Regions from separate parts of the Mus musculus genome. Here all the other regions are linked to region 3. A link is a contact called in public promoter capture Hi-C data. All regions are on one chromosome and are shown on one strand. The core of a region is the stretch at or near the end of the contact, and the rest is flanking DNA. Distances in the headings are between cores, read along the strand shown.

The links. Promoter capture Hi-C pulls out the DNA fragments that hold promoters and counts their contacts.
Region 1: a promoter capture Hi-C map of pre-B cells shows a contact between it and region 3, with 5 times the contacts expected there. The contact joins the promoter of Ccdc116 here to the promoter of Yeats2 in region 3. A contact is called at or near these places in 3 of 39 promoter capture datasets (hippocampal neurons, liver and pre-B cells) and 1 of 115 datasets of contacts at active chromatin or transcription factors (astrocytes).
Region 2: a promoter capture Hi-C map of pre-B cells shows a contact between it and region 3, with 2.4 times the contacts expected there. The contact joins the promoter of Pi4ka here to the promoter of Yeats2 in region 3. A contact is called at or near these places in 2 of 39 promoter capture datasets (cranial neural crest and pre-B cells).

The regions. Positions count from the first base shown.
Region 1 is chr16:17,142,999-17,147,086 of GRCm38.p6, reverse strand. It overlaps Ccdc116 (coiled-coil domain containing 116), which reads left to right and starts at 2,641. Exons shown (of 5, transcript NM_001373948.1): 1 at 2,641-2,710; 2 at 2,939-3,076. The coding sequence starts at 3,005. It overlaps LOC115488656 (a long non-coding RNA gene), which reads right to left and starts at 2,216. Exons shown (of 3, transcript XR_003951945.1): 1 at 2,149-2,216; 2 at 1,706-1,921; 3 at 1,063-1,125. It overlaps Ydjc (YdjC homolog (bacterial)), which reads right to left and starts at 120. Exons shown (of 5, transcript NM_026940.4): 1 at 1-120. The coding sequence starts at 104.
Region 2 is chr16:17,404,545-17,408,081 of GRCm38.p6, reverse strand. It overlaps Pi4ka (phosphatidylinositol 4-kinase alpha), which reads left to right and starts at 2,217. Exons shown (of 55, transcript NM_001373955.1): 1 at 2,217-2,448. The coding sequence starts at 2,284. It overlaps Snap29 (synaptosomal-associated protein 29), which reads right to left and starts at 2,082. Exons shown (of 5, transcript NM_023348.4): 1 at 1,723-2,082. The coding sequence starts at 1,959.
Region 3 is chr16:20,138,577-20,142,466 of GRCm38.p6, reverse strand. Yeats2 (YEATS domain containing 2) reads right to left here and starts at 1,404. Exons shown (of 31, transcript NM_001145930.1): 1 at 1,232-1,404.

The sequences.
Region 1 (4,088 bases), core at 1,392-3,891, 3.0 Mb after region 3:
GTCACAGTTCCTGCCAGGAAGGCCTCTACGATGCCCTCATCGCGCCGCGGGCAATAACCAAAGTCATCAGCGGTGACAACCAGCCGCACGCGGGGAAAAGCCATGGCTGCCAAACCCTGGCTGGAGAGCAGAGGGAATAGGTTGGAGCATCCAGACCCCGCCCTCGAACGCTGCCGAGGCCCCACCCCGACGCACACGCCTAAATGCGGCTGCAAGCCGCCATTGTTCTCGCCACCTAGAGGTCTCTGAATGTCCTGCTAACGCTCTGCAAATTTTATTTTTTTGTTCGTGTGTGTGTGTGTGTGTGTGTGTGTGTGTGTGTGTTTATGTATATATACATATGTATGTATATACGTGTATACACGTGTGTGTGTATATATAGTATATATATACATACATAAATACACACACACACATATATGTGTTTATACTTATGTATATATACATGTATATATACATATGTATGTATATACGTGTATACACGTGTGTGTGTATATATAGTATATATATATACATACATAAATACACACACATATATATGTGTGTTTATACTTATGTATATATACATGTATATATACATATGTATGTATATATGTGTATACACGTGTGTGTATATATATAGTATATATAAACACACACATATATATGTATATACGTGTATACACGTGTATATATATATATATGTATATATATATACATACATAAATACACACACGCATATGTGTGTGTGTGTGCGCGTGTGTGCATGCGCGCCTGGTTTTGATCCACAATGTGAACGCATACTGGTAACCGAACTTCAGTCCTTTGCAAGAACTGTAAGCTTTCCTAACCACTGAGTTCTCTAGCTCATTTTTTTATTTTTGAACTGTAATTTTTTTTAATGTCGAAAAGGAGAAATATATTCAAGAGAAATTCCCCTTGCTCTTCTCAGTGTTTATCATTACTAAGTTTCTGGGCAGTATATTGTCCTTCCATTATTTTCTCTGAGAAAAAAACCAGCCACCTACCTTTCTCCATCACTCAATGATGATGCCAAGTTATTTCATTCTTGTAATGCTGCTCTTCTTTGTTTCAGTCTGTTCCTCACTGATTCTCCCAAGGGGAGGCTTTTTCTTAGCAAAAGCTCTAAACAACAAGAAAACTGGCAGATTTACTCAAGAAAGCACTAGTTCACTTTCACCTTGAGCTTAAGGCAATGCTTACATCCGTCACCTCACTTTTGGACTTTGTCCAGTAAGCTTCCTTATCCATGACTTACCTATAATCACCATGGTGACATGGTAATGTGGCTGTCTTGATACTGTTTTGAAACAGTCTTATGTATACCAGGCTGACCTCACTATTCATTCAGCTGAGGCTAGCCTTGAACGTCTGATCCTAGAGCTTCCACCTGTCCAGTGCTGGAGCTACAGGTATGTGCTACCACGCCTGGTTTTTGTGGCACAGGAAATTAAACCAAAGACTTCATGCATGTTAGGCAAGCATTCTGCCAACTGAGAAGCATTCATTATAGGATGTCTGTTTCTTGATTCAAGCCCATGATATTGGTAATTTACTACTGTTTTACAGCTAAGAGACCTGAAGGTTCATGAGAGAGATGGGGCAGGAACCCTTCCCTACAAGTTGAAGCCTGACCTGCTCTGGGCTCCTCAATCCTGATGCCTGCGTGACAGGCAGAAGGGAGAGAACTTGATTGTAACAGTACCTGGTGACGTTTCATAAGGGTTGGAGGCCTCGAAGAACCCTTCAGCCAAGTTCTTGGCATAAACACTGCTGTGTCTGATCATAGTGACTGTTGAACCATCGGGTGTCATTCAGCCACTGGGGCCCTCTGAGAAACTGCTTTTGGAAAGGCCAGAGGCCCTGAGGCCATGGAACGCTGAGAACCACAGATTGGGAGGAGAAAACTCTACAGCACCTACTGTATCAGGAATGGGGTTATTAGGGATTAGGGCTAACTGCTTTGATTCTTGCCCTAAAGAAGTGAAGCTGTTAGACAAGGAAGAAAAAAATGTGGCAGGGGAGGATGGACTTGCTGTGGGTATGTTGGCAATGACAGGCTTCCTAGGATTGAAGGGAGGAAGGAAAACTGTAGAGGTGAGTTTATATGGCGCTTCCATATAGTGTAAACTGTGTTGTAATACTCACTTGTGGAAGGGTCCTCAGCTCCATTATGAGGAGCTGGTGTTGAGGGGCTAAGTCATATTAGTAAGAAAAAGCAGGGGCAGGAACTAGGCTGTTCAGAAAACCAGGACTCTTCACTTGAAAAGGAAGATGCGGCCTAGTCCACACTGCATTGATGAGGGAAAGGGATCCTTAAGAGGAAGCCAACGGAGTGGGAGGTCCAGGAATGAGCTGAGGAAGGTGTTTAAATCACAAATTGAGGCTATCGCTTCCGCCCTGAGAATTAGAGAAACAAGACCCAGATTCAGACGTCTTGGCTGAATATAACCATCCCCAAGAACTATACTTAGCTGGCTGGACAGAAAAAAAAAAAATCCAACGGGTGGGGGAGGAGCCAATCTGGGCCCCTCCCCCAACCATTGTGTCGGGGAGGCTAGTGAATGAGAGGCCAGATTCTGTCCAATCAGGATAAGGTATGTAAATGAGCATCCTAGGATGCTAAGGGGGTAGGATTCCAGTTCTCTGTGCGGTAGAGCTTTAAAGGGTGCTGAGTGAGCGAACCCCTAGAAGCACAGCAGAGACTCTGGTAAGCAGGTGAGGTCTCCAGGGTGCCTCTGGTCTGAAAGAAGGAAGTCCGGACACACACTTCGACCCAGACACAGTTGCAAACAAAAGGCAGCGATTTGGGAATGTCCACAGATGAGTGACCGGTCCAAGCAGGGAAAGTTGGGATGTCTGAAAGACAAAAGTACAGGGAATGAGGGGTCCATGGAGGCCTGGACCTATCTTTACTTCCTTTCCCCGCCCCATACAGAGGAGTCTGCATCTGTGCTGTGGGACCTGAAAAAGGAAGCAGAAAACAAATTTAATTATCCTCATCATGGCGAGGTGCCGCCACCACTCAGGATATCTGGCTGACGACGAGGCTGCTCACAGCACCTATGTGGCCCCGGTAAGTATATCCAGCTGGCCCACCACTTGCCACTGCTTTCTTGTGTCCAGTTGAGCTCACCAGGTCATCTGGTGGAATCCTTATTGTAGTGTCACCTTCCCTTATGCCTGCTTGCAGAGCCCTCATCACTCACTTCCCACTCCCCTTAGCCCCAGATAGCACTTGGGTGGACTAGGAGCCCTGAGAAAGGAGCAAGGAGGACTCAATCTGGAGACATAGGCTCAAGTCCCCAACTGTAGCACAGCAGTGACAACAGTGTAGGTCTGTGCTAGAGACAGAGAAGAAGGGCTCTCCAGAGAGGGTGGAGGGCTCTCATAATTGCACTTTCACACCATGAACACAGAATTCCACTTCTTAGTCTCCCAGCTAGGGCTGGCATATATGAAATATAGGCATTGGGAACCTTCAGGGCAATCCTAATAGACCCATACTTTGCAGTGAAGCCCTCAATTAGGGCTATTGTAAGAATAGTCACACATCCCAAAGGTCTCAGAGCTGGGTGGGATTCAAACCCAGGATTACCTGATTCTAAAATGTAATTCAGGGCTGATGAAAGAGCTCAGTGGGTAAGACTGATGATCTGACTTGGGGGTGATCAGCCCGTCTCCGAGATCCACACAATACAAGGAGAGAACCAGCTACACCAAGCTGTCCTTTGACTGCAACACTCCAGCTGAGGCGTGTGGACACACAAAGAATTGTTTCAAAAGGTTTTAAAGGCCGGGCGTGGTGGCACACGCCTTTAATCCCAGCACCCGGGAGGCAGGTAGATTTCTGAGTTCGAGGCCAGCCTGGTCTACAAAGTGAGTTCCAGGACAGCCAGGGCTACACAGAGAAACCCTGTCTCGAAAAACAAAACAAAACAAAAAAAAGTTTTAAATGCACGTCAGTGGTTGAACATTTGCATACCATGTTCAAGACCCTGGGTTTAATCGTCAGCATTAACAAGCCTAAAAAAAAATGTTTTTTCATTGTTCAGTATCAACCAGCTTCTAATGGGACCCTGGGAGGA
Region 2 (3,537 bases), core at 968-3,467, 2.7 Mb after region 3:
GGCTCCAAACCACCCCTCATTGTATTTAACTATGAAAGAACCTTCAATACTACTAAATAATATACAGGCCAATATGTAAAGAACACCTCACTTTAAAGTTAAAAAAGAATAAAAGTGCTTGGTGTGGTGGCTTGAACCTCGGCACTCCCAGGCTGAGTTTAAGGTTAGCCTAGTCTACATAAAGTTGGAGAACAGTCAGAATTACATATTGATACGATTGAGAGAAAAAAAATAGGTTCTCTTTTGGGGCTGGAGAGATGGCTCAGCAGGTCAGAGTGCTTTCTGTTCTTCAAGAGGACCTACCTGCATTGGCATCTGGTGAATGTCTATGACCTCAGCCCTCTGGAGGCTGAAGAAAGAGGATCTTGAGTTCGAGGCCAATCTGGATTACTATGGGCTACATTGTGAGAACTTATCACTTATCTCAATACAAAGTGACCTGTTCACCAAGACCTGTAGGACTCCAATTGATCTGGAGTGGAACATTAAGAATCCAGTACACAGAAGCACAACTTCCTAGAGGCAGAACATACATTAGCCGTCAGGGAGACAACAACAGGGAAGGTAGGAGAAGGTAAAATACCAAACAGTGGCAATAGAAAACAACAGAGATCTGTCCAAGTCCCAGAGGAGAACACTTGCCAAAGATCAGAGATGAAGACTGGTAAAGAAAGACAGTATTTTGTTTCAACTATTACATTTCAAAACTGTAAAATACTTAAGATTATTCTTGGCTGATATATCAGTAATTTCTTCTTCTGCCAAAACAACTATTTTGCCAGTAGACTTAGGGGCAATCTGGTGTCTTGGAATAATCTTTATTTTATGCTGGAGAAGATGGTACATGCCTGAAATCCCAGTATCAGAAAGATTGAGACCAAGAATTCTAAGTTCCAGACCAGCCTGGGCTTCATTGGTAGGCTGTCCACCAAGCCGAACTCCTCAAAAAGAAAAGGTCTTAAAGAAGTTTCAGAAGACCATTTCTGTTCCCAGCACCCATCTGTCAACTCCAGCTCCAAGGGATTCCCTGGTGCCCTCTTCCGGCTTCAGGGGACACCCTTAAACTGTGCATATGCAAATACAGGTAAATTAAAGGAAAGCAAAGTTCCTAGTTGCTGAAATTTTCTATGGATGGAAAGAGCTGTCACAATAACACACGGTCTACAAAGGTAAGAGTCGACTCAATTCAGGATCTGGTTTCCTGAGCAGGAGCCCAGGCGAGGGGACTTAAATATTCCCATTAGAAAGGTGAAAAGTGGTCAAGGATGTGAGAAGAAGAACACAGGCTCCCTTTGCGTCAGTACTTCAGGCACCACCTGGCACTTGAAGCATACACAGTTCACACTTTAACTGGGCCACTAGAGAGGAACAGCTTGAGGCTTCTGCCTAACAAGTTATATGTAAATGAAACAGACACTACTTCCCAAATACAGGCCGCACTTTGGCATTTTTACTCTCACACAGAACATTATTTGGAGTTTACTTTTTAACTAGACATGAGGGCAGGGCAGCGAGGGAGAAATTAACCTCGCAGAATAATAGATAAGGAAGCTTCCAGAGGTAAACATCAGGTGATCCTGATACATAATTCTTTACACTATGTCCATGAACTTACGGTAGGCAATTAGAAAAATACCAAAAGATCGTAAACAAAATATTTCTTCATCCCGTTTTTATAACGCATTGATTGGCCGGTTTAGCTCAGTTCTGCCCCAGGCTCACCTCGGAAGAGGCGACTCCGATCTTCTCCGATTCATACATGAGAGACAAGGACCTGCTGGTACTGGCAGCGGTAGCCTCGGCCCTGCGCAACACCTCCTGTCTCAGGTACTGCTGCCTGTCAATGGGCGCGTCGGGGCCGTCAGGCAGGTCGCGGACGTCCTTCCACGGCGCGGGCCGGGTGTCTTCCTCTTCCACGTCATCGTCGAAAGGATTATAGCTTTTAGGATAGCCAGACATGGTGCGGGAGACGGCCTGCACCTAGGAAGCAGGAGGGGTTGCTGAGCGAGGAGTCGATAGCCCAGCGCCGGCGGGCGGATTCACTGTGGACGCCGCGCGCACTACTTCCGCCAGCACTGCGCTAGAGCCCCGCCTCCAGAGCCAACCCGGCGGCGGAGCGGCAGAGGGGGACCAGGCCCCACCCAGTGCGGGGGAGGGGAGAGGGGAGGAGTCAGGTGGTCAGGTGGCCGGGAAGTCGGCCGCCTCTGCGCCTGCGCAGTAAGGACCGGTGGTGGCGAGCCCAGAGCTGTGAACCCAGCCGCCTGCGCCGGGGCGTGCGCTGTGATGGCGGCTGCTGGGGCCCGGGGAGGAGGCGGCGGTGGCGGCGGCGGCGGCGGCGGCGGCTCGGGGTCCAGCTCTGGCTCCAGCACCTCTCGAGGCTTTTATTTCAACACAGTACTTTCACTGGCCCGCTCCCTGGCTGTGCAGAGACCAGCATCCTTGGAGAAGGTAACCCTGCGTACTGACAGGAGGAGGGGCCTGAGGTGGCGAAGCGGCGGGACGCTGCTGGGTCTGAGAAGGCTACTTGCGACTAGAGAGGGGCTCCTGAATAGAGGTGGCAGCGATGTAGGGAGGTCGGTGGGAGAGGGTTCTGGTGAAGAGAGGAGTCGGGAAGTCGACAGGACGCTGGGAGGTCTGGTACCGGTGGGAGTGGGAGGGCAGTGAGCTGTGGGCGGGCGGACTACCGCTGTGACATCTCAGGCGCGGGGGTTGTGGCAGCATCGTGACTGCCTGTGAGGCGTGGTAGGATGAGCCAAGGACCAAGAGTCCAATCCGGGCTTTTGGTCCCGATTTTTTGTTTTCATTCAATGACCTTGGAGAGGTGTCTTTCTCATGAAATGGGACGCCCTCCTCCCCTACACACTTTTTGCCCTTCTCACTGGATTGTGGAGAAGGACAGCTATGCAAATCGTATTATTATTTAAGAGATGGTAGCGTTAGACTGGATCAAAAGATGATGAGTTTCGAGAAGATGCAGTGGCAGGAATATGCAGTGGACTGTTAGTAGACAGAGAACTAAATTCAGGATTGCTTCAGAAGAGAAAGACACGCCAGTCCTTATCTTGGAAGATAAAAGATATGCTTGGACCTGGGATAAGAGGTGAACTGGGTGGGTGGTGAAGGGTAGAACCCCAGGATTAAGGAGGCTAACCGCTTTCTTTTAGGGGAAAAAAAAAACCCAAAAACCAAACAACAACAAAAGGATGTTGTGATAGGAAGAAGACAGATTTTAGTCAGAGCTGACTAAATTTACAATTTCTGTGTGCAGTCTTGAGGAAGAAACTTGCATGCTAACAGCCTATTTGCTTATCTATAAAACCTGTGAAGCTTTGATGAGTTTACATATTAAGGCCAGGCACAACGTGGATGAACAATAATAGTCAGCTGCTTTTCGCCCAGGAATGTGTAAATAGACTCAGCACAGTATGTTAGCACTGAAGGGAGGGGGCTGTCTGTCCATTCAACTTTCTGAAAGATGGAAAGAACCTGGGTGACATGTGCACCTGCGCGCTGATGGGTAAAAGTGGAAAGGCAGAG
Region 3 (3,890 bases), core at 155-2,654:
CTCCAACTCTTAAAAGTTGAGAAGGTTCAAGAGTTCAAGGCCAACCTGGGCTACAAGCTATCTCTCCCTTTCCCTTCCAAGGCTTGCTAATTCTACCTCCAAACGCTCATCTTTTCACTCTGTCTACTTCCATTTGCAAGGAGTCAATCCAGGCTACCGCAGAAGGCTGCATCCTGACTCCTCAGCACCCCCCCCACACACACACACACACACTTTTGACTTCTCCGGTGTAGTGGTGGGATTGTGCCACTACCTTCTCAAAACCTTTCTACGAGCTTCCTATAAAAAGTAAGTCTGCCAGATGTGGTGGTGGTGGAACCACACCCTTAATCCCAGCACTGGGAAAGCAGAGGCTGGTAGATCTGAGTTCGAGGCCAGCCTGGTCTACAGAGAGGACTGAGGTTCTGAGACAGGTCTATGTATGTATATGAAAGAGACCCCCGTCTAAAACGAACCACAGTTAAGGCACCAACCCCTCATCGGTTGTTTTGGTCCTACCTTTAAGGCAGACTACACAAATATACACACCCATAGTAATTACTTCTGGACACTAGAATTTCTTCTTTGTCCTTGTCTAAATTTTAAAAATATTCTCGGATGAGTACTTGCTACTTATTAATGGCAACGATACTGCTGAATAAATGTGTATTACCTTCTAGTTTATGTTATGGAATTTTAAAAGTGGGTTGTTTCTGCAATTAGGTATGTGCCTAGACAAAAATACTAGCAATATCAAAACTAGTAAGATGTTAGTGAGCTGCAGAATTATAGGACACAGTATTTTTTGTTTAACATAAATACTTGCATAATGGAGATGAGCTCTAAGCCTTATTGTCTTCTGCATAAGCACACCGAGCCGTGTTTCTGGTCAAGTCCTCACTTTCCGAAGCTTCCATAGGACACAGCACCGTCCTACGCTCTCGTGCAGACTTCTCGCAACCTTCCTAAGCCGCCGCAGATTTCTTTGGGCAAATCCAAACTTGCCGAGGCGACCTCGTCTCGGGACCACCCGCGGGTCACCGCGCAAGCTCAGCCGCCTCGGCTGCAAAGCGACCCGTCTGAGGCTGCGCGGCGAGAAGAACCCTCCCCACGCCGGACCTGGCTCTCCGCGGACCCAGGCGCCCACCCGTCCGCGCCGCTGAGCTGTCCGCGCGGCCGCGGTGGGGGAGGGGTGCACGTGCCCGCGCCAGACAATGCCCCGCACAAGACGCGCGCCCGCACCGACACTCACCCTTCCTGCGCGCCCAGCTGCAGCGCCGCCCTGCCGGGACCCGGAACCCCCACGCGGAGAGAAAGAGCGAAAGGTCTCCTCCCGTGGAACCGCCGTGCGAGGCCCGGGACGCGCCCGCGCGGAAGCTCACGACAGAGCAGCCCGCCCGCCGTCAGGCTCCGCCCCGCACGTCACCTCGAGGGCGGGGCGGCGCGGGCGCGCGCGGTGGGGGCGGGGTCGGGGCGGCGTGGCCGCGGGGGGCTAAAGCTGCTCCTGAACTCTGCGTCGCACCTTCAGGTTGACCGCTTGAGCCGGCCAACCGTTGTCTTCCTGCTGAAAGTTTGAGAGAATGCTGGTTCTCTTGTAGTCATGGCAATAGTAACTATGGTGACCGCACTGCTGAGCGTACCATCTTGCGTCACTGTGTTTAGTGATAGAGGTGTATATAGCAGCCGTAACCTAGTATCTAGTATCGCGGGGTAATACTTGTAGTCTGGAGACTGAGGCAGGAGCATCACAAGTACAAAACCTGTCTAGTTACATAGTGAATTCAAGGCCCTGTCTCAAAGTAAAAGTTATTGGTAGAGTGCTTGCTTAGAGCAATGCTGTGGGTCCAACCTCCAGCACCATAAATATATATATTAAACAAGCAAACAAAAAAAAAAAAAGAAAGAAAGAAAGAAAGAAAGAAAGGAAGGAAGAAAGAAAGACGTGGTGGCGCACGCCTTTAATCCCAGCACTTGGGAGGCAGAGGCAGGCGGATTTCTGAGTTCGAGGCCAGCCTGGTCTAAAAAGTGAGCTCCAGGACAGCCAGGGCTATACAGAGAAACCCTGTCTCGAGAAACCCTGTCTCGAAAAACCAAAAAGAGAGAGAGAGAGAGAGAGAGAGAGAGAGAGAGAGAGAGAGAGAGAGAATGAAGGAAGCAAAGACAGGAAGAAGGCATTAATCATTGTGAACCCATTTTAGTAGATGTAGCACCTGAGTGAGGTGTAGTGGTCCCCCCTCCCCCCTCTGGTCCCAGATACTTTGTAGACTGAAAGAAAGGGTGAAGGTTTGAAAACGTTGAAAACTTTTTTGTTTGTTTTGTTTTTTGAGACACTGTTTCTCTGTAGAAACATTTACTTTTGTAGATTTACTTAATGTAGATGCAGCTAATGAATGACAATCCATTAAGCCTCGGTTTTCCCTTTAAAATCGCTTGAAACCAGCTTTCTTCCATGATACTACACACCAAGACTTCCTATTACTTCTTCAGGACTACAGCATCCAGGCTGACCTTGGAGCTGCCTCAGACTTTTTCAGCTCTTGCTCATATTGTACAGCTTGTACATACTTACCACACAAGCTGAGTAGTGAGGTTTTTTTTTTTTTTTTAAGATTTATTTACTATTATACATAAGTACACTGTAGCTGACTTCAGACGCACCAGAAGAGGGCGTCAGATCTCATTACTGGTGGTTGTGAACCACCATGTGGTTGTTGGGATTTGAACTCAGGACCTTTGGAAGAGCAGTCAGTGCTCTTACCTGCTGAGCCATCTCACCAGCCCGAGTAGTGAGTTTTATTATATTTTATGTACATATTGTCAATCTTTTTATGCATTTTGTTTAATATGAAATATTTTAAAAGTTATATTCCTATATCCCCTATATCAAGGCTAGTCATGGGCCAGGAATAGTGGCCCACAACTCTGATCCCAGCATTTAGGAAGCAGAGGCAGATAGATCTCTTTGAGTTCAAGGCTAGCCTGGTTTATATAGTAAGTTCCAAGCCAACCAGAACTAAATAATGAGAACTGTCTTAAAACAAGCCCAGTCATGACACATAGTATAGATTCAAAACTGTCACATAGTTATAGACTCAAAAGCTGTGAACAGTGACAAAGACTAGAGACATGTATCTTATCCCTGGCCTCCTGATATTAAGGTCTATCAGGAGTAAAATAAGATGAACCATTTTCTCAACAATGTTTATTGCTTCTCTACTGTCTGGGACTCACTCCTATATATGTTAGTTGGGCACAGAGGGCACAGAAGTGCACAAAGCAGAATTAATTAGCCCTGATAAAAATTTTCAACCTCATAATGATTATCTTTCAGGTTAGCCTCCTAAGTGGTAGGATTAGAGACACATGCAGCAGCCTCTACAGAATTGCCGTTTGACAAGGAAACTGAACCTAATCTAAATTTAGACCAAGAAAGTCTTTTTTGAGCCTGAAGTGAAAATTCAGAGAAGTCTGGAAGATAAAAATTAAGTTCTTGGGGGTGGGTGTATGATATATGTGTGAGGCCCTGGGTTAAATTCCTAGCACCTATGAAATCAACTAATTTCATGAAATTGAATGACAATAGCCCCCATTGGCTCATATATTTAAATGTTTGGTCCCCAGTTGGTAGAACTGTTTTGGAAAGGATTAGGAGGTGTAGCCTTGTTGGATATGTGTCACTGGGAGGTGGGCTTTGAGGTTTCTAAATTCCGTGCCAGGCCATCTCTTTCTCTCTGCCTCCACCTTTTAGATAGATGTAAGATCTTAGTTAGCTACTGCCATGCCATCCCCGCTTTTTGCCTTGCTCCTTGTTATGATAGTCATGGACTTACCTGCTGAAACTGTAAGCAAGCAGACAATTTTTTTTTTTTTTTTTTTTTTTTTTTTGGTCTTTCAAAACAGGGTTTCTCAGT